4 separate regions of the Mus musculus genome follow, and all the other regions are linked to region 1. The links are chromatin contacts, called in public ChIA-PET, HiChIP or PLAC-seq and promoter capture Hi-C maps. All regions are on one chromosome and are shown on one strand. The core of a region is the stretch at or near the end of the contact, and the rest is flanking DNA. Distances in the headings are between cores, read along the strand shown. Region 1 holds the start of Cep350 (centrosomal protein 350). Region 2 overlaps Tor3a (torsin family 3, member A). Region 3 overlaps Abl2 (v-abl Abelson murine leukemia viral oncogene 2 (arg, Abelson-related gene)). Region 4 overlaps Abl2 (v-abl Abelson murine leukemia viral oncogene 2 (arg, Abelson-related gene)).

Evidence for each region. Promoter capture Hi-C pulls out the DNA fragments that hold promoters and counts their contacts. ChIA-PET counts read pairs in DNA pulled down with a chosen protein or histone mark. HiChIP or PLAC-seq counts read pairs in DNA pulled down with a chosen protein or histone mark.
Region 2: a contact with region 1 is called in a promoter capture Hi-C map of liver, with 2.2 times the contacts expected there. The contact joins the enhancer-like site here to the promoter of Cep350 in region 1. A contact is called at or near these places in 3 of 39 promoter capture datasets (liver and neutrophils), 1 of 484 Hi-C or Micro-C datasets (CD4 T cells), 2 of 115 datasets of contacts at active chromatin or transcription factors (embryonic stem cells and regulatory T cell precursor) and 1 of 9 other capture datasets (adipose tissue).
Region 3: an H3K27ac HiChIP or PLAC-seq map of extraembryonic endoderm stem cells shows a contact between it and region 1. The contact joins the enhancer-like site here to the promoter of Cep350 in region 1. A contact is called at or near these places in 1 of 39 promoter capture datasets (the HPC-7 cell line), 1 of 484 Hi-C or Micro-C datasets (CD8 T cells) and 5 of 115 datasets of contacts at active chromatin or transcription factors (the SCID.adh cell line, double positive thymocytes, extraembryonic endoderm stem cells and 2 more).
Region 4: a contact with region 1 is called in an RNA polymerase II ChIA-PET map of memory CD8 T cells, with 12 read pairs. The contact joins the enhancer-like site here to the promoter of Cep350 in region 1. A contact is called at or near these places in 2 of 39 promoter capture datasets (cranial neural crest and liver) and 2 of 115 datasets of contacts at active chromatin or transcription factors (bone marrow-derived macrophages and memory CD8 T cells).

Annotation. Positions count from the first base shown.
Region 1 is chr1:155,970,890-155,975,994 of GRCm38.p6, forward strand. Cep350 (centrosomal protein 350) reads right to left here and starts at 2,366. Exons shown (of 38, transcript NM_001039184.1): 1 at 1,960-2,366.
Region 2 is chr1:156,655,611-156,660,715 of GRCm38.p6, forward strand. Tor3a (torsin family 3, member A) reads right to left here. Exons shown (of 6, transcript NM_023141.2): 5 at 862-986; 6 at 1-333. The coding sequence ends at 83. Among named protein-coding and RNA genes, the nearest start is that of Tor3a, 16 kb to the right of the region's middle. Within about 2 kb of position 2,156, at least 30 of the 459 cell types and tissues checked have an H3K27ac peak or open chromatin away from gene starts, as enhancers often do. A contact at or near this core is called in liver, where this site is marked.
Region 3 is chr1:156,614,911-156,620,015 of GRCm38.p6, forward strand. All of the region lies in intron 1 of Abl2 (v-abl Abelson murine leukemia viral oncogene 2 (arg, Abelson-related gene)), which reads left to right. Among named protein-coding and RNA genes, the nearest start is that of Tor3a, 57 kb to the right of the region's middle. Within about 2 kb of position 2,216, at least 152 of the 459 cell types and tissues checked have an H3K27ac peak or open chromatin away from gene starts, as enhancers often do. A contact at or near this core is called in CD8 T cells, the HPC-7 cell line, the SCID.adh cell line and 3 more, where this site is marked.
Region 4 is chr1:156,572,033-156,577,137 of GRCm38.p6, forward strand. The region is part of intron 1 of Abl2 (v-abl Abelson murine leukemia viral oncogene 2 (arg, Abelson-related gene)); the gene reads left to right. Among named protein-coding and RNA genes, the nearest start is that of Abl2, 16 kb to the left of the region's middle. Within about 2 kb of position 2,214, at least 24 of the 459 cell types and tissues checked have an H3K27ac peak or open chromatin away from gene starts, as enhancers often do. A contact at or near this core is called in memory CD8 T cells, where this site is marked.

The DNA.
Region 1 (5,105 bases), core at 1,116-3,615:
TTGCACTTTGACCCACACAGCACAAATAACAATCACAACTACAAAGAGAAGTGATCCATTATAATAATTCATGACTTATTAATAATTAATAAAATTTTATGAAAATGCTAATGCCTTTAAAAACCAGAAATCACAAGGAACAAGTGTCATGTGCAAAGGAAGAATGTATTTTTAAAAATATCTTGAAATAATAACAAATAGCAAAAGTATCTAAGGCTAATATTTAATTTAAAATGTAGCTAATTCTAGAACATCTGCAGAATAAAAACAGCACACATAAATTAATGGCTTTGTATGTTCATTTCCACAACTACAAAATAAAGATCTGAGTCCCCTTTGCTCACAAGAGTACACAAAGACTAATTCATGGAAGTACACTCGTCCCCCCACCCTCGCCCCCAAAAAGTCAGTTATTTCGTAAAACTTCTCTTTTGCCCTCATTATAAATTATAGCAGTTTAACAAACTAAAGTGGTTACATAAGGACTTCACTTCCTTTCTTGTTGCCTCTATATAGTGTGTTAAAAATGGATTTTAAAAAATGACAATCAGAAGAAAAAAATTTTAAAACTTTAATTCATAAATGTATTAACACCATAAAAGGTTGATTCTATAGTATTGATGGTCTTAAAATAATACTATACACCAATACATGTCAGAAAAAAGTCTTTCATATTTATACAAAATTGTTTACAAACATTACTATCACTATAAGCACAAAGTTCTGCTATGAAAAGACAAGATACATATTTGTCTACATATACAATGTATTCTGGCATGACCTTCATATTCTGATTAAGGTGTACTAAGTTGAATGCAGTAACAGTTCAGATTTGTTGCATTTAATAGTTTGTCAATTTAGCATACAAAACCTCTTACACTTTCATGGGCTTGCAATAACTTCTAGTACAGGTCTAGGAGTCTCCCAAAGTCACAATCCCAAGTTATTAGCAGCACGCTGCCTTTTTAAAAAGCAGTATTTTAAATTAAGAAAGTTTTTAAATGGAGAGCAGTTTGTAGTATTTCATTATTGCCTCTTCAAAAATTCCCAGGTGCTAATAGTAGGTTGGTCTAGGATGGACTGTCCATTTAAATCTTTAAAATACAAGCGAAGGGAGCAGGTTAACATGGCAACACTAACGACTTCTCCAATTTCAAAACAAGAAACACCAGCAAAACAATTAAGTAGAGTACATGGATACCGACCACTATTCCTAAGGGCCTATTTTTTCCCCCCAAATGAAACATTTGTTACAACATCAAAAAATCCATTTAAAAAAAAATCTATACCTATTTGCAAGTTCCGAACTTGAAAACTAAAACCCTGGCAAATTTCTGCCTGTATCTGTGACATTAACTAAATATGATTTAGCATATTAGTCTGAATTTAAAAGAGGGGGGAGGGGAGGGAAAGTGACAACTTCCAACGTGTAAGGCTTGTTAAATGTCACCCCCTCTCCACCCAATCATGTGTGAATAAGCCGGTGGACTCCATTCAACAACTGCTGCTGGACTGGAGGTGATCAAAGTTTTCCCCATACTGCACTTTGAGAATATTACACCCAGGAAAAGGAACAGAAACTGTTCCTGACACTGGAGCTAGTGCCCCGGAATTTCCCAAAATATGCTCGATCTCCAAACGAAGAAGGGACACTTCGGAGACCAAAGGTGAGAGGTGGCTTAACTCTATGCAGACAAGAGGAGGGGCGAGGGTGCTGAGGGCGACACTGGCAGGTAAGCAAAGAAATCTTGTCTTCCGTGGGCACCAGTAGGTCCGGGAGCCCAGGTCTCAGGATGACCCTCCAGGAAAAGTCTCGGGACCCAAGGAGGGTCCCCGGGGGGGACGTCAGGCAGTGCCAGGGGGGCCCCGCCCCGCCTCTCTGGCCACCTCGGGGACCTGGGACCGCGGACAGAGACATCCGAGGCGGAGCAGGCTCCGCCAGGTCTCCCCGCAGCTCACCTGAGAGTGTCGCCTCCGCCCTCGGCTCCCACGGTGCATCCCGCGGGGCCTGGCGGAGGGTGCAGTGACGCCGCCCCGACCGGCCCCAGGGCTGCCCGGCCTGGCCTCCCCGCTCCGGGGACGCACCGGGTGCCCGCCTCGCCCCGGCTCCCGGGATCCGCCGGGCGGCAGGCAAGGAAGGAGAGGCGCAGAGGCGGCCTTCCTCTGCCCCGCCGCGAGCCCCCTCCCGAGCTGCGGCTCTCCGCAGTCCTCTCAGGCGCAGGTCCGGCCCCGCTCCCCCGCCCCGGGAGTCACTTCGGCAGCGGCGGCCCAGTCGCCATTACAGCTCAACAACTGACACGGAGGAGGAGCGGCGCCGGCGGCAGTGGCGGTGGCGGCGGCGCGAGGCAGGGCGGGAGCAGTCAGGGAGGGAGAGGGCGGGGGGGGGGGGAGAGAGACTCGCCAAACCTCGCGAGAACTGTCCGGAGACGGTTCCGCAGGAATGCAACCCTGGGTGAAGGCCAGCCATGTTGAGTGTGGCCGACGGAGGAGCGCGATCGGACCCGAGGCTAGAGGATGCGGGGAAGCCATCTTTGGTGTGGCGCTTTGGGAGCTCGGCGGGACTCGGGAGGAGCCAGAGTCTATCCGCAGAGGAGACCACCCCCTTCCCTTTGACGCTAATTGGGCCTTCTGGCTGAGCGGGTCACCCCCGAGCCAAAACACGCTGAGGACTTGACAAGGGTGACCCAGGGATCCGGGACCCGGCAGACGATTCAGAAGGAATCGTCACTCTAGGCGGATCGGAGTAACCGCAGCTTTGCGGCTGCTCGCTGCTGTCACTGCGGCCCTCTCATTGGCCAGGGGTTTACAGTTCTGTTCAGCACGCACACTGATGGCTTAAGCTCTTTCCAAAACAAGCAAAAACTACGTTTCCTTTCCCTTCGGTGTTGTGGTTTGAGAAGCCCTCTGGGGTCAACATATTTTCTCTTAGCTTTGTCTTTGTCACCAGCCTCCGCTTGGTGAATTTTATCGTCTGTCAAGACTGTAAAGGACAGCTTTTCTGCGAATAATGCCTGACACCTTCCGCTAGGTGCTCACTGCAGCTAAGCTCTCCACCTTCTGGGCTCCGATAGTTACTTTGCCTCGAAATTATTTCTCATCTAAAGTACCATGGGTGTCTTAAAGTCTCCTTTTTCTATGTATACCCAGTAGGGCCTGGCACAGTAACTACAACACTGTAGATGTTCAATAAATGTTCGCTACCTTGACCATATCAATAAAAGCAGACGACAATAACTGATCCTCCCCATAAGACAGCCGCGCCTCAGCAGGAACTACGTGAATGTACAAAAGTCCTGCACATATGTCAATGTATACACCCTCCCTGAGAACAGCACTTCAGCAAAGAATGAGAGTTGTGGAGATCCCGAGTACGCAAGCAGTAGCAAGAAAAAGATTTGAAAGGTGGAACTGCGGCAGGGAAATGGATTAGCAGGTAAAGGGAATTGCCACCACGCCTGGCGATCTTAGTTTGATCCCCGGACCCAGAATGGTGGACCAAGAGAGCAGATTCCTCTAAGGTGTCCTCTGATCTGCATTGCGTGCAGGTGCATGAGAAGACATGTATGATTACATACATACATACATACATACATGTAATAAAAAGAAAAGTGAAATTTACCTTTTCTCCAGCCTAGTTATTTTAAAGAACGTATCCAATCCCCTTATTGAGTTATGATTACTTTTTAATAGTGGGTTCTGAAACACTATCTGCCCAATATTATAGCACCAATCAATGGGAAATAATCTCCTTTACTCTAAAGCTAACATAGTTTCCCACCTCCTACGTTACCTCGTGATCAACAGAAAGGCAATGAGGTTTTTGTTATGGTGTCAGCATTGCTCTCTGCTATCAGCCTGAACTCCTGTTTTCATCAAATTTCCAGCATTGGTTCTCAACTGCGCTCTCTCTCTCTCTCTCTCTCTCTCTCACTCTCTCTCTCTCTCTCTCTCTCTCTCTCTCTCTCTCTCTCTCTCTCAGAAGATCCTGCAGGTTGGCATGGAACTCACAGTCTTCCTGAGTGCTAGGATCACAGACCTGCACCACCATGCCTAGATACTAGATAATCTCTCTTCTTTTTGACACTCTGTGATTTCTTTTTACTCCCTCAAGAATATTGGCTTTCAAGTGTATCATAGTCTGTTCGTTTCCCTCACAGTTTTATGAAAGTAGCCACATTCCTCCAGTGCAAATGATTAAATCAGTACGTTCAGAGGGTGCCTCAAGTTTTATCCCTACCCTGCCTCCAGCTGCCAAGATAAGATTAGTGGAAACTTCTCACTTCCTGCTGGCAAAGCTTTTCTCTCTCCATCTCCCTGAAGATGGTACAATAAAGTAGAAAATGCTCTCAACACTTGTGTGTCCTCTGAGCCCTCCAGACCCTCCACTTAATGCCTATGAATCCAAGCTAATGTATCTATTCAATAGGATTGTCTTGAAAAGCCAGGCATAGTGACACATGCCAGTAAGCCCAACCTGGAAGGCTGAGACGGGAGAATTGCCATGAGTTTGGGTGTTTATACATTGCAGTTGTTCTATCTGCAAACTCCACAATGCTGTTCATTGGACAGATGACAAAGTATCCTCTTAGAGTTTTGTGGGTTGATCATGTTTCATTGCGACATCTGTCATCTTCATGGTACACCAAGATCATAAGATCATGAACTCTGTAATCACAAAGGTCTGGATTTGGAGCCTGGTGGAGCTATGTATTCGTCGTATAATTTTGGTCTACATATTTGTCCTAGTCAGGGTTTCTATTGCTGTGAAGGAACACCATTACCAAAGCAACTTGGGGAGGAAAGGGTTTATTTGACTTACACTTCCACGTCACTATTCATCCACTGAAGGAAGTCAGGACAGGAACTGAAACAGGGCAGGAACCTGAAGGCAGGAGCTGATGCAGAGGCATGGAAGGGTACTGCTTACTGGCTTGCTCACAATGGCTCGCTCAGCTTGCTTTCTTATAGAACAGTGGTTCTCAGTCTATGGATTGTGACTCCTTTGGGGGTCACATATCAGATAGTCTACATATTACATATTTACATTACAATTCATTACAGTTATGAAGTAACAAAGAAATAATTTTATGATGGGGAGGGGGGTC
Region 2 (5,105 bases), core at 906-3,405, 680 kb after region 1:
CAGTGATTGCTGGACGCCAGGGCACCTGGCAGATGGCTGTCTCTTGTGGAGGAGGATTGTTTAGGGTGCACAGGAGTCACTTTCAAGGCAGGAAGAGGTTGATTCTCTGGGAAATGGATTTGCAGCCCTGAGAGGAGAAAAGCCGCTCTTCCTCAGGGACATATGTCATCATCTTGGCGATTTCATCCAGGGTCTCTTCTGTGTATGGGAGATCCTGGCCCAGGAAGGCATCTCGGACGCACAGCCTCACATGGCAGTACTCCAGTGGCAGGAAGGGGATAAAGTGGTCAATAAGGTGTTTCTTCAGGAGACCGCTGGAGCCAAAGCTGCTGTCTGTAACCAAGACCCAGAGTTACATAGTGTCTGACCTAGCCTGGGACTGAACCCTGCTGGAGATCCCCAAATTGAAACCTGCACAAGAGCTGGTCTCCCACAAAGCTCTTGGAGTACTGTGTGCATTGTTGCCAAGGACAGTGCGGTGGTGGCTATTCTAGGCATGGAGAAGCACAGTGATTGTGGCTGTAGTAGCAGATAATGGCATGACCACCAGGACTGTGGCTGGCTTTGGTGTAGCAAAAAGGTGGAGCTGCCCCACCTTCACCTGCACTGTTGTCTCAGGGAGATCTGCTAGCCTATGGTCAGAGACCACAGCTGTTTCTAGGGCGGGGCTGGACCTGTGACCCTCTTCAGAATGCATTTCCAGGGAAGGAGTATAGGCATACTCTCGTGCCACCAGAAGTTGATGGGTGAGGCTGTCCTATGTCCTCTACTGTCCAGACACCCTCACTGCCTCACATTTGATACCAATCATCTCTGGCTGTGCTCTTGGCAAGGCTGTATGTATCTGAGTTGACCACTTACCTGCAGCCTCCATGATCTCAGCCTGAAGGGGCACCTCCAAGTGCTGCGTCGTAATTTCCTCCCTGGACCATCCAGCCTTAAGCAAACTCAGGACTACCTCATTGATGACACTGCCTCCGAGGTTGCTGAAAGAAACAAGCGCTTGTTAACAGCCGATTCCCACACTCACAACCCCCCAGGACAGTTCATCCCTAATGGAGGACACACTGAGCAGTGACAGACTCAAGGATGCCTCAGGACCACAGGCTTCAAGGCTCAGAAGGTAAGGATGAAAGCTAGACTACGGCTGAGGGAGGTGGCATGTATCCACTGAAGGCCAGAATGTAGGGTTGTGGCCCCACCCACTCTGTCCTAAGAATCTTGGTTAGGCTACAATGGGTTGTAGGAGATGGAGTAGAGGTAGAGAGAATTAGTTTGGAAAACAGTATTGGCAGGACCCTGCAGTTGGTGGACACAGGAGGTGCCTCTCTGGGCTGCACTCCCTTTCACAGAAGTGTGGAGCAAAAGCTTATTTTGCACTGCCTGTGTCCTCTCAGGCTAGGCACAGGAAGATGGCTGCACACTGCTAAGACAGGAGTGACACCACGAGGAGGCCGGGAGTAAGTGCTGGGGACCTGCAACCAGGACAGTTCATCCCTGTCTCAAGTTGGCACCCAGCTGAGCCTTGTCTGACTGCACAGCTGTGCCTTCACTTTCCCTGCTTAAGGCTCACAGAATGAGGAATGTCGTAAGTGAAGGATAGGGGGAGGCAGGCAGCAAACTAAACGGGGTCCAGCATCTCCTGTCCTCTGTCCTCACAAGGATCAGTGTCCTTGTTACCTCAGAGGAGTCACTCAGACCTTTGGAGCAGCCTGGCTTCAAACTCAGAGATCTCTTGCCTCTGCCTCCCCAGTGCTGGGATTTAAATGTATGTGCCACCACTAAACACCGGGCCGTTCCTATCTTTTTGATAATGTTGCATTTCAGTCTGTCCTGCAGATGACGTAGACTCACTACGTGCCCCTCCCAATCCCTAACCTGCCTCCCTAGCTAGGTGGGGCAGCATCCTTCCCCAGCAAACAAGTGAAGACCAGTGTGTCCCTCATAGCCACTGATTAACTGATTTCCAGCCTCCTGCTGGAAGAATCCAGTAAGAACAAGGGCATCCCCACTCCTTGCCCAAGCCCAGCTGCTCTGCCACACTTCCAGCCCTGCAGAAACTGCTTGCATCACCCGTCTGATCTCTGCACCTGCTGGACAGCCTGTCAGGTGGCCTTTGGATACATAACTGCATCAGCAGAGATTGCCCCATCTGTGTCTGCCACAGTAGCCCTGATTCCACAACCTGGACTCAGCGGCAAGCCTCTGGAGGACAGCAGGCCAGGGAGGTGGATCGATCAAGCCCCAAGGTCACAGACCCTAGTACAGTACCCTCTCAGTCCCAGGTCTACCTGACTGCCCCATGGGACACGGGCCCCACTCTGCATGGTTTCTGCGTATTTATCAACTCTATGCAGCTTTCTTCTGAACTGCTTGCACTGTCACCTACAGCCATGTCATCTTCCCACCACGTTACAGGTTGTACCTCTCACACAACAAAGCCTGGGAGCCTTCACTACCTGTCCAGTGTCTTCAGCTCAGCAGGGCTGCACTCCAGCACCTGCAGGCCAAGGTAGCTAGATGCTGAACTCCTCACCCTCCAAGCCCCTGCTGACTGAATACTGAAAGGACCACTGTCACAAGCTCCCATCACTAACGGTGAACTCTTCCCTAAACAACAGAGCTAGACTCAGTTTCTTCGCTGGTAAAATGAGAAACTGGGCCCAGACAAGCTAGGGGTGCTTCATCAGTGTGGAGGCAGTTAGTCAACAAACACCCACTGCACCCCACATGCGTCATTCATGAATAACTCACGTCCATATAGTTAGTTCTTCAAAGTCCTTTTGTTCATACCCTGACCACAGCTCAGAGAAAACAGACATTAGCAACCCTCTTCTGGGTGCGTGACGAGAGCACAGCAGCTCCAGGCCTGCCTTGTGACTCTGGGGTCTTCTACTGACGGACACAGGCAGAAATCAGTATTACTCTGAAACCAAGCCCTAAACAGTACTATCCCTGTCCTTGCTACTGAAAACTATCAGTACAGTTCAAGGGAACTGCATAGTGAACTCTAGACAGACCTAAAATATCCTCTAGAACCTAATGGGAGCAAAAGTTTCCCATAAGCATTACCTGAAGAGTGAGACCCTAGAGGAGACGGCAGGCATGCCATCAATAGATGCAGGAGGGACCAGGACCAGGATCATGTTCCACCTGGACTGTCGTCATCTCAGCTGGGTCCGCTGACTCATCACAGCTAGTCAGCCCTCCACTCTGCCCTGCTCCAGACCTGGCTGCCTCCCATCCTACTGTCAGCTTTACAGATAAAGCTTACTCTTGCAAAATCTTGGCACTCGAAAATGGCTTTTGTCAATGTTGGGCAAGCAAGCCCTCCTGGCTTCACCTACTTTGTCTGAGGTGCCACAGAGAACTGGCAGAAAAGCCATCAGTACCTCATTTCAACAGCAGGTCTCAGGTATATTTCAGGATTAAACTGCAGATCCAGTTGGCAGTGTCGGGGCTGGGAAGGGCTCAGTGGACAAACTATTTACTGCCTGTGCATAAAGACCTGAGTTCAGGTCTCCTGCAGCCCCATGAAGAGCTGTGTGACCTTAGAACTTCAGCTCTGGGGGCTTGCTGGCCAGCTAGTCTGTCCAATTCGGTGAGAGACCCCGTCTCAAAAAACAAGGTAAAGCCAACCAAGTCCGGTGGCACACACCTTTAATTACCTCAGGAGACAGAGGTACATGGATCTCTGAGTTACAGGCCAGCATACTCGACATACCAATTTCCAGGCCAGCTGGGGCCACACAGTGAGCCCCTGTATTTAAAAAGGGAAAAAGTAGCCGGGCGTGGTGGTGCATGCCTTTAATCCCAGCACTCGAGAGGCAGAGGCAGGCAGATTTCTGAGTTCGAGGCCAGCCTGGTCTACAAAGTGAGTTCCAGGACAGCCAGAGCTATACAGAGAAACCCTGTCTCGAAAACCAAAAAAAAAAAAAAAAAAAAAAAAAAAAAGGGGGAGGGGGGTAAAAGCAAACAAGCTAGAGAGGATACCCAGTGTCAACTTCCACACAAGCTAGCACACACACACACACACACACCACACATGCAAGAATCCTTACCACAAAGGGAAGGCAAACTGAAGTTTGTTCTAGAAACCAAGTCTAGAGACTCAGATCTCAAACACATTGCTCTCTCATAACCAGAAGACCAGAGAACCTCGGGGCAGGGGTTGGAGGTGGCTAATTTGGGGGCACCCTCAGGAGGGGTGGTTGTGGTTCTGCGTGGCTGGAGAGGGACTGTGGTGGTCTGGCTCATGGCCTCTCCTTGATGGAAGGCCTTGTGCACGCCTGCAACAGGTTGCTGGAAACCACTGCCTCATTTGTGTAAGAGCCCCTGGGTAAGTGAATTCCCTGGATGGCAGCTTGGCTGCTGTTAGGTGGCATCAGCCCAGCTCCAACTTCACCCGTGTGCACTATTGTGTATGTATAGCTACGTGGCCTGAGTCAGTCCACTAAGGTCAGGTCTCTAGAGGAAAGGGCAGGGTTACTGCCAGCTGGTCAGTATCCAAAATGCTTGCCGTGAGATAGGAGGGTCACTGGGTCACACTGGGCAATACAGCACCTAAGAGAGTTTGCCAAGTTATAAAGCAACTAGGTAGGAGAGTCGGTGCCTTGGGGAACCATTCCGCTGTCTCTGCTTGTGGGAATGTCATGGACAGCTGAGGCCACTGACTCAGACGGGTGAATACTGTGGGAGCTGGGATCAGTCTTCATTCTGACATTTCGGTTATGTTAACAGATGCCTCCATTTCTCTTAAAACCACTCGAGACTCTCACCTGCTCCGTCCTTGGCTTCCATATGCAGAAACCCACGTGGCTTCAATCTGTCCCGTCTTGTCTAGGGGAACCACCCTAAACTCAAACCTGCCTTCCAAGTTCAGCTGGAGAAAAACCACTCCTACTTCCCCGGGGCACACTGGGAACCCCACCTCCCCACCCAATTCATGAGCAAGCCCCAGCCTGTGGAAAATGAGAACAGGTTTGTAACAGTCCACAATTGTAGTCTCCCCTCCCCTAGCCTGAAACCTGCTTGCTCGGGGTGGAGCTTCCTGCTCATTCGTTCTGCCACGCCCACTGCTGGAACCTGAGGAGCCACACACGTGC
Region 3 (5,105 bases), core at 966-3,465, 640 kb after region 1:
TCCATCTCTGCAGCCCTTGTGCTTTTATTTTAATGTGGGTATTTAGGTCATGGTTTCCTGTAATTTTTACTGTGTTTCTTTTATTGACCTAAATAAATGGTACATAGTAGGTACTTAATAATCAGTACAGTGGGCATTCCCGGCTGTATGGTTATAAGTATTATTACTTATAATACCTTATTATAAGTAATTATGAGTGCTATTACTATGATACTGTGGTTCAGGTTTTTTTGAGGCAGGCTCTGTAGCACAGGCTAGCTTTGAATTTGCAATCCTTCTGCCTCCACTTAGCCAAGCTAGAGTGTTACAAATGTGTGCCCCATATATTCTCTGAATTATTTTCGTCGGCTGTGTAAATTATTTATTACTTACTTTACTAGTTTGTCTCATAAATCATTCTTATTTTAAGGTCTTAAATTTTGTGTACCTTCCCACTTTGTTCACAGTTAGGCTTTTGCCTTTCCAAGTTTCAGCACTCACAGTTGAACACTGTGCCAGGCCATTACCTGTACTGAGCCGCACAGGCCATTTGTTAGGGGAGGCAGTTAGTTGCTCTCCGCTTCTGCCTGTGTTTATGAGTCACGCTGTAGCTATTTCTTTGACTTTAGATTTGTGGTTTCTTGAACTAACTGGAGTGATGTAAAAGATGAGTCTTGTTAGGCGTTTCCTGACTGTTCAAAGTGTTTGGTGGTGTACTGTAAACAGGTTTCTCCAGGGAAACACTGAGCAGTCATGCCCCCTTCTGTCCTCGGGATTGGAAGTTTCTATGCTTACCGACCCTAGCTGATTGTATTGTGAACAGTTACTTCTGTGAGACTGAAATAGCCTCTGCATCACCCCCACCGGATCCCTGAGGTTTTGGAGTGGCTCCACCCTTACTCAGGACTCCGCCCCTGTGGGTTGAACTTGCACTTTGTTCCTTCTGGCCCCTGACTGTGTGAGTAATGTCCCACGTGTATGGCTTGCTGGCCAGAGTGGAATTTTAAGGCTCTTCTATTCAGAACAGTTTAACTTTTCATGCTGCTCGGCCAAAGGCATGGTCCTGGGACCTGTTCAGCTGCCATCAACCAGTTACTGTAGAGACCAGGACACCTTGCTTCCCTGCCTGGGCAGGGATGTCTCGGAGTTCGCTGTGGCCCACGTGACAGGTGTGTTGAGATGAGGCTGGGGTGGGGGTAGACAACACAGTAATGAAATGTGGGTTATCTGCTCCTGTAGTCTCCACTGGGCTCAGTGAGGATTACATGGCTTGTTTGTGTGCTTGTTTATCTTTTCAGTTTTATGGGGAGGGGGGCAGGGTCTCAAAATGTAACCTCCGTTGGTCTGGAACTCAGAGATCTGTCTGCGTCTGCCAGCCAGCACCAGGAGTTAAGGTGTGTGCCACAGCACTGTCTTGTTTTATTTGAGATTGAATCTCACTGTCTGACTGGCTAGCCTAGAATTTGCTGTATAGACCAGGCTGGCTTCAAACTCAGAGAGAGTAGCTAGCCTGTTTTTGCCTCATGAGAACTGAGAGTAAATGTGTGTACCAGCACACCCAACATACTAGACCTTTAATAAATGTGTAATGAATGGAAGAACATGGATAATATGTAAAATGATGTTAAATGGCACATCTTGATTGAAAAACTTAAGCTAAATTGAAAATTACCAAATATATTCCCAACTAAAATAGTTTTTAGAAGAGTTATTAAAAATTCCTAGCCTCTTAGAGCATATACAAAGTAGAATAATGTTAAGTAATATAAAATAATGAAAACACTTTGAGGCAATGATTACTGCCTGACAATCTATAATGAGAATGATTAAAAAAAAAGTAACAATTTAAATATTGAAAATGTGCTTTATAAGCTAAGCATTAAATATCCAAATTTGAATTTGTGTTTCAGTTTTATTATTATAGGTTTTAAGTATGTTGCTGTTTTGTGTGTGTGAGTGTGTGTGTGTGTATTTGTCCTACAAATGATTCAGTAGAAAAGATAACAAATTACTTCTTTATGGTTCTCAAAATATTTCTGTTCCTTAAGTCTTTTACACAGTTCAGTAGAGTTTGGGGTCCTCTGCTGCCTTCTTTCCACATCCTCACGATCTACTGCTATTGCAGTGGGTCAATTAAAAGATTTAGTTAACTTGCATTGTTAAGAAGTTCTAGCCCACACTGACACTGAATTGGGCGCGGTACGTCTGACTCATAGGGCTTGCCTGTCTTAACTAGTGGCGAACATACCATGGACCCTGCTCACTGAGGCTCCAGGGCTTCCTTTGCTTTTGCCGTGCTCTTAGTCTGCCTCTTCTTGTTTCTTTTACTCATCCCTCCGCAGCCTTCCAGCTAAGATCATTCATTAGCTCCGTGCTTAGTCTTGGCCTCAGCGGGAATTTGGGCATTTTTACTTGATGATATTTTCCTTTTGTTTGGTGCTAGAGGGTAGGACCGGCAATGTTTTCTGTGGATATCCTGTGCAGACAGATTGGACAGGAACTTGTTGTACAAGAACAAAGGAGTGGGAAGAAGGAGGAAGGAAGGAGGGAAAGAAGGAAGCTCTGTAAGAGTCAGAGACAGGAGGGGCGGCCAGGCCAGGGAACGGAAAGACAGTCTCCTGGGCTTGGGTTCTGGGCCTTGTCTCTTAGGTACTGCATTTATCTTGTGTTTTTCACTTCATCTCAGGGGTATGTACCAGTGGTTGGCTTTTATTACATTTATTAAATTTTGAAGAAGAGTTTTTTGTGTATGTGTTGATTATATAGTAAATATATTACCTAACTCTCCTGGGACAAGAATACCCAACTCTTCCCATAGCTTTAAATTTTACACAGGATTGTCCTGTGGACTCCGTTCTTTGTACGTTTTGACACCTTGACTTTGGTAGCCCTCTTTTGGACCTGAAGTCCCTCCCTAGAGCAGATGGACCATGTCTAGATATCTCCCTGTATATTGACAGTTGTCAGTGCGGAACTTTGGTTCATCACATTTAAAGAGACATGCAGTGTAAACCGAGCTATGTGTGGCCCCAGGGGGCTTGCTGCTCATCTCTAATAGTGCCTGCTGTGAGTTTGCAAGCCACACATTATCCTTCAGCAAACCTTTTGTTGTGTGCTGGGTAGTTTGTTTGGAGATGGGGTCTTGCTATGTTGTGCTTATGTGATGTGGGACTTAACATCCTCCTCCCTTAGCCTCTGGAGTGCCCGTGTTACAGCCATGTGCCACATGCCGGGGACTTTGGTTGGTTGGTTGGTTTTGGTTTTTGTTATCTTTTTAAAAAAGCCTCTTGTAAATAAGCTCTTGGGGGGGGGGGGCAGCAGCTGTTGTTGTTCTGTGTGTCTGTACTTATTTGTCAATGAACAAATAAGAAACTTCCTGGCCTCAAAACATTGCACCCAAGAGACTTAGGTACTATACATGCATGTAGGAGTATATGCACTTTTGAATAGGATCATCAGAAAATGTCCTCAAAGGTTTACATTTGAGTGAAAAAAAATTTGGGGGGGCGGTTTGAGACAGTGAGTGAAATATCTTTGAGACAACTATTTTAGCCAGAAGAAAAGGCAAGTGGAAAAAAAAAAGTCAGGGTGTGTGCCTGCCCTGTTTAAGCAGTAGTGGGGAGGGTAGTGGTGGGCAGGAAAGCAAGGGTAAGGGAGAAGGTTGACCAGGGCTGGAGAGAGGCCTCATTGGTTGTGAATACTCCCTACTCTAGCCAAGGACTGAAGCTCAGATCCTAGTACCAGGTGGCCTCACTGTGTCTCTAGCTCCAGTGCATCTGCTGCCCTCCTTCCTCCATGGGCACCCATACGTGAGTGCAGAAATGCAGATACAGTCACCTGTAACCCCAGCTCCAGCGGACCTGACGCCCTCTCCCTTCACGGGCACCCATACATAAATTAAGTTTTAAAAATCTTAAACAACAAAACAAACTGCTGTGTGATGGTGCACACCTCAGCTCCAGCAGTGGGGAAAGGAGAGAGGGAAGTGGACCTCTGTGAGTTCAAGACCAGGAGGCTCTACAGAGTGAATGAGACCCTGTCTGGAAGAAAGGAAGAAAGGAAGGAAGAAAGAATTGGGCAAATTAACCTATAAGGGACCTGAAAGGCCCTTTAAAGATTTGATTTTTACTGTAAGTTTGGGACCAATGAAGAATTTTAAATATAGAGTTACAAAATATGACCTTTTTTTTACAATTTAAAAGGAGTAAGTATAGACACACAGAGATCAGTACCTAGTGAAGGAAGCAGTGTTAAGTGACAAGGATGAGTGAGAAATGGATAGATTTCAGGTGTTTTAAAATTTCTCATAAACTAGGCAGTGGTGGTGTACAACTTTAATCCCCGCACTTGGGGAAGAAGAGGCAGGTGGATCTGTGAGTTCAAAGCCAGCCTGTTCTACAGAGCAAGTTGTAGGATAGCCAGGGATACATAGAGAAACCCTGTCCCAAAAAGCCAAAAAAATGTTTTACATTAATTTATGTCTGTGTATGTGTATGCTCACATGTGTGGTTGGAGGACTGTGTGTGTGTGTGTGTGCGCGCGCGCATGCCCTCATGTATACGTTCACGTGTGAGGTTAGAGGACAGTTTGCAAGAGTAGGCTCTCTTCTACCACGTGGGATCCGAGGGTGGAACCAGAGTTATCAAGCTGGGCAGCAGGCACCTTTACCACTCTCCAGAGCCATCTCTCTGGACTGATAGGTATTGTCTGAGAATAAGAATGGAGTCATAAATGGTCACAAAGGTTGTGGCTGTAGTGCCTGAAAATATAAAGTTACCATTGAGTGAGATGGAGGATTCTAGCATGAGGAGGAGCAGATTAGAAGTAAGATATGGAATGGAAAGCAGCTTTGCTTGGTAAATTCCAACAGTGTCATTAGTGATTGCTATCCTTCAGCAGGAAAGACAGTTTTATGTTTATGTAAATTAGCTTTGTGGATCTTACCTTTGAAGTTGTTGGGTTTCACAAAATAACAGAGATGTGCTATTTGCTATTTTTTTTTGCCTTCGTTGGGCTTATGTTGGTTTTAGCATCTTCTAAATGCCACAGAAACCTAAGTTCTAAACATTAGTTAATGGGTAGTTTGCTTTGTAGTTATTGTTTGTTTTTTGGGGGGGAGAGGGAGG
Region 4 (5,105 bases), core at 964-3,463, 600 kb after region 1:
CTTGGTCTTGCAAACTTTATATGCCTCAGTACAGGGGAACACCAGGGCCAAGAAGTGGGAGTGGGGGTGGGGGAGGCGAATGGGGGGGTTTGGGGGACTTTTGGGGTAGCATTGGAAATGTAAATGAAGAAAATATCTAATTAAAAATAATAATAAATAAAAAAAGGATTTATTTATTTATTTTTATATATTAGTACACTGTCACTCTCTTAGACACACCAGAAGAGGGTATTGGATCCCATTACAGATAGTTGGGAGCCACCATGTGGTTGCTGGGAATTGAACTCAGGACCTCTGGAAAAGCAGTCAGTGCTTTTTAACTGCTGAGCCAGCTCTCCAAAATGCATTTTTAAAAACAGATTGGGGGGGGGGGAAGCCAGGCAGTGGTGGCGCACACCTTTAATCCTAGCACTTGGGAGGCAGAGGCAGGTGGATTTCTTGAGTTTGAGGCCAGCCTGGTCTACAAAGTGAGTTCCAGGACAGCCAGGGCTACACAGAGAAACCATGTCTGGAAAAAAACAAAAACAAAAACAAACAAAAAAACCCCCCAGTCTGACAAGTGTTAAGGCCGAGATGATTTTGAGGTATTAACATATTGTATCATATTTAGATATATTCTGTGCCTTGGCTTAATTTTCATGTTTCTAAATGTATACCTAAGCGCATGTACAACCCCCCCACCCCCAAACCAACTTTCTGATTGGATGTGTTTGCTCGGCACTTCACTTGGGGGAATCAGTTATTCCTCTCTTACAAAGAGCTGGGTACCAGCACTTGGGAGGTAGAGGCAGGATGATCAAGAGTTTAAGGTTAGTAAATGCAAGGCCATACTTGGTTACAGGAGACCCTGTCTCCCCCCTTCTTCCCTCCCAAAAGGGACAAAGCATATTTTAAAATGATCCTAAAAACACTCCTCTTGTGTAGCTAAGCTAGAAAAGAAATGGAGAGCCAGTAGAGCTAAGCGCAAAGGTGCTGGGAATCGAGGCACTTCTGTAAAGGGCAGGGATCATTGGAGTGGGCAGGCAAAGCCTGGTGCAAGCCTGGAGCTGGCGTGCTATGAGAGTCAAGTCTGAGTACTTGCCTTTCCTATTGTGCACTGCAGGGTTTTGGTGTCTTTGCTCGGTGCATCTGTCTGGTGTACTTTCCCTCCAGCTGGCTTTCTCAGTTTTGGCTTGTCTGTAGGGTTTAATGGTTGCTTGGCTCTTCTTTATTATAACTCTTAAAATATTCTTTTGGCATTTATTCCTACTGCTGAAGGGCTTGGTATTTCTTTTAAGCTGTAAATGATTTATTTATTGAAGGGCTAGTGATTTTAACCACTTGAATTCAGAAGGTCTGGCAGGTCTTGGTATTTCTGCACTCTTCTTCCAGCTGTGTTAATGTGGTAGCACATTATATTCACACACACACATGTGTATCTATATGTGCATATATAGCCACTACCCTTCTCTATTTTATTTGTCAAACTTCTGTATTTATTTACTTGTTGTGTAAGTAAATGTGTGGGTAATGTGTGCCATGGTGGAGGTCAGCCTCAGTCACTTGAGGGTTGGGGTCTCTCCTTCCAAGTGGATTCCAGACATCAAACACAGGTTATCAGGCTTGGTGGCAAGTGTCTTTCTCCCAAGATATCTCACTTGTGTTGTGTCCCCTTCTTCCTCCACTTTAGACTAGTGGGAACATATACACCGTTTTTCGATTTATCTCCTACCTACTACCCTTAATTTATATTGGTTGATTCTTCCACATCAGGAATTTATTATTAGTGTATGCATGATGTGTGTGTCCACTGAATGTGTGGAGTTGGCTGTCTTCTTCCTTTATGTTGTGATGAAACACTAACTAAAAACAACTTGAGGAAGGAAAGGATGTTTGGCCTACAGGTTTCTGTCCATCATCAGGGAAAGCTAGGACAAGAACTTGAGGCAGGAACTGGAACTGGCTTGGTTCTAATTTCATTCTGCTCCCTTCTTATGCAGTGCAGATTCACCTGCCTGGGGATAGTACCACCCACAGTGGACTGGAGCCTGTTTCATCAATTAGTAATCAAGAAAATGCCTCCTAGACATGCCCACAGGCCAATCACTTGGAGGCAGTTTCTCAGTTGAGGTGTGTTAAATTGACAACGTAAGCTAACCTGGCTCAGGGTGCCAGGCTTGTGGCAGCAAACACTTTCCCCACTGAGCTATAACCCTCTTGCCTTTTCTTTTCTGAGATAGGATCTCTCACTGTATCCTAGTCTGACCTCAAACTCATGATGCTATTCTTACCTCAGCTTCTCAGTTGTGTGAACCATGCTTGACTCCTTTTATGTGTTAGGCTCTGAGGTCAGCCTTGGTGTTCTTCAGGAAACAGGTCTCACTGGGACCTGAGGCTTGCCTGTTAGGTTAGGCTAGCTAGCCACTGAGGCCCCCCGACCCCCAATCTGCCTTTACCAGCTGAACCATCTCCTAAGTACCCCCCCCCCCCAAGGATATATGTCATCTCATTGTATGGGTGAATTTTATTATTAGGTTGTATACAGCGCTCCAGTGAAAGATGTGGGCTATCACTTTAGGTACATGAGCTATTACAGCTCTGGATTATCTGAATGGAGTTGGAGTGGCTAACAGAAAGGGTGAGGATTTTAGTACAACCACCATTGAATGCTTATTTTGTGCATACAGCGTCTTTATCCAGCAACATACTTGGTGCTGTTACAAGTGTTTCAGATTTGGGAGCTTTTGGACCTTGCATAGATTGTACAGATTCTGCAGGTTGAGGATCCCTGATTTAAAATTCTGAAACCTGCAATGATCCAAAGTCTGAAACTTGCTTTTTAAAATTTATTTATTTATTTATTTATTTTTCAAGAAGCATTTGGGAGCTGGGCGTGGTGGTGCGTGCCTTTAATCCCAGCACTCGGGAGGCAGAGGCAGGCGGATTTCTGAGTTCCAGGCCAGCCTGGTCTACAGAGTGAGTTCCAGGACAGCCAGGGCTATACAGAAAAACCCTGTCTCGAAAAACAAAAACAAAAACAAAAACAAACAAACAAAAAAGAAGCATTTGGGATATTGAGTCATTTCAAACTTAGGAGCATGTGTTTTGGAGTAAGCATGCACAACCTGTACAACATGCTGTGTGCTTTTGAGTCTATTTCTTGTCTTTCTGTTCTTGTTATGTTGATTTGCCTTTTTAATTATGTACCAGGATCTCACTGTTTTATTGGACTTTTCCAATATGTACCATAATATGATGATCAGGATCTAAATGAGCTGAATTTAAATTGCTCAGCTAAATTGAGACTGGGTTCTCTGGGTAGCCCTGGCTGTCCTAGAACAGGAGCCTCTCGATAGACCAGGCTGACCTTGAACTCGGAGATTTACCTGCCTCTTCCTCTTGAGTGCTGGGGCTAAAGGTGTGTGCCACCATTGCCACCATTGCCTGGCCATTTGTATTTATTTTTAATTACTGAATTTTAAAGGCATAGAATCAACAGAAGAATGAAAACATTTTCTTGGATTTTTCAAAAATAAAATTCAGATATTTTTGGGGGTTTAGGTGTTTTATTCAGTGGTAGAGCTTTCTAGGCCCTGAGTTGGGTCCTCAGTTCTGAATATAAGAGGGCAGAGGGATCTTGCTTTGTCTCCACACTAGGGAAAAACCCCATAGGCATTTGCTACCCTTTCTCTAGCAAAGTACTTTTCATTACATCAGAGAGAATGTAAACAAAAACTGGAACCAGACCCTTAGCCCTGTGTCCTTGGAGGACAGTCATTAAAGCTCTGCTGTCACTCACTGGTATTGACAACCAAAGTGAAACAAAGAGTAAATTTAATTTCGGGATAAATGTTTTATCACTTTGTTAATTGCGAACGTTTTAAACTAGAGTTCTTGAGTGAAGGAGGAAGTGTTCATTGACCTCATACTATAGTCCGGCTGGCCTTGTGCTTGAGCCTGTCTTCTGTGTCAGGCTCACCGCTATTGGGGTTACAGGCTTGAGCTGCCATAATCATCTTAGAGCCCCTCTGAATAGTCCTCACACTGATATTAATGCTTTTCTTTAACTTTTTTTTATTATTACTTCTGTCCTCCCTTAGGTCACATTTTTCTTGAAGGCTGTGTCCTCTGTCCTGCAGAGCGCAGTTTATAAAGGAGCAGAGCACAGTAACAGAAGTGGTTACAGAGGCAAGCAGTGACCATTTCAGCAGTCATTTCAGGGTACAGCTCAGTGACTGATGTCCTGGGAGTCAGAGCCACTTGATTTGATATAATAACCAAAGCCAACGTGTTGTCTATTGTTATCGTTACTATTATTATTATTATTATTATTATTATTATTATTATTATTATTATTATTGAGACAGGGTCTTATGGAACCCAGGCTGGCTTTGACTTTGAACTTGCTATTTAGCCAAAGATGACCTTGAAGTTCTGATGGTCCTGCTTCTATCTCCCAAGTGCTGGCATTATAGGTAGGTGCCACCACGGCATGCCTTTGTCCCTACCTTCTCATCTCACTCAGTAGCTTAGGCTGCGCTGAAAGTAACTGTAACTCAGGTTGGCCTGGAATTTGTGGGGCTCCACCTTCTTACACTTTCCCAAGTTTCCCAATAAACTGGGATTATGAACTTTGTACTCAGATCTGATAGCTTAGCTCTGTTCCCCTTTTAGATTTGTGTGTATGTGTGTGTGTCTTTCTGTCTGTCTGTCTGTGTCTATGTCTGTGTATATGCTATGTGTGTGTGCCCTTAGAGAATGTGTCAGATCCCCTGGAGTTGGACTTGTAAGCAGTTGTGAGCCACCCATCCCAAGTGCCAGGAGCTGAACTCAGGCCATCAAGTGCTCTTAACTGCTAAGTCATCTTCCACATCTTTTTATTCAAGTGAGGTATTCCTGTGACTCTTTGAATAGAACATACTTAGTCCAAGTAAGGCATCGGCAACTATTGAAAACAGTGTGGAGGAAGACTGCAAGGTAATATTCTATTCCTTAAAAGTGTCATAAGTTTAATTTCTTTTCCTTGAAAATGTCATGAATTTAATTTTCCTCAAGAAGGAAGCGTGGGCTTTGTGTCTCCTCCTTAGGTGGTGATTTACACAGGACTGGCACTCCCACAGTGTTAG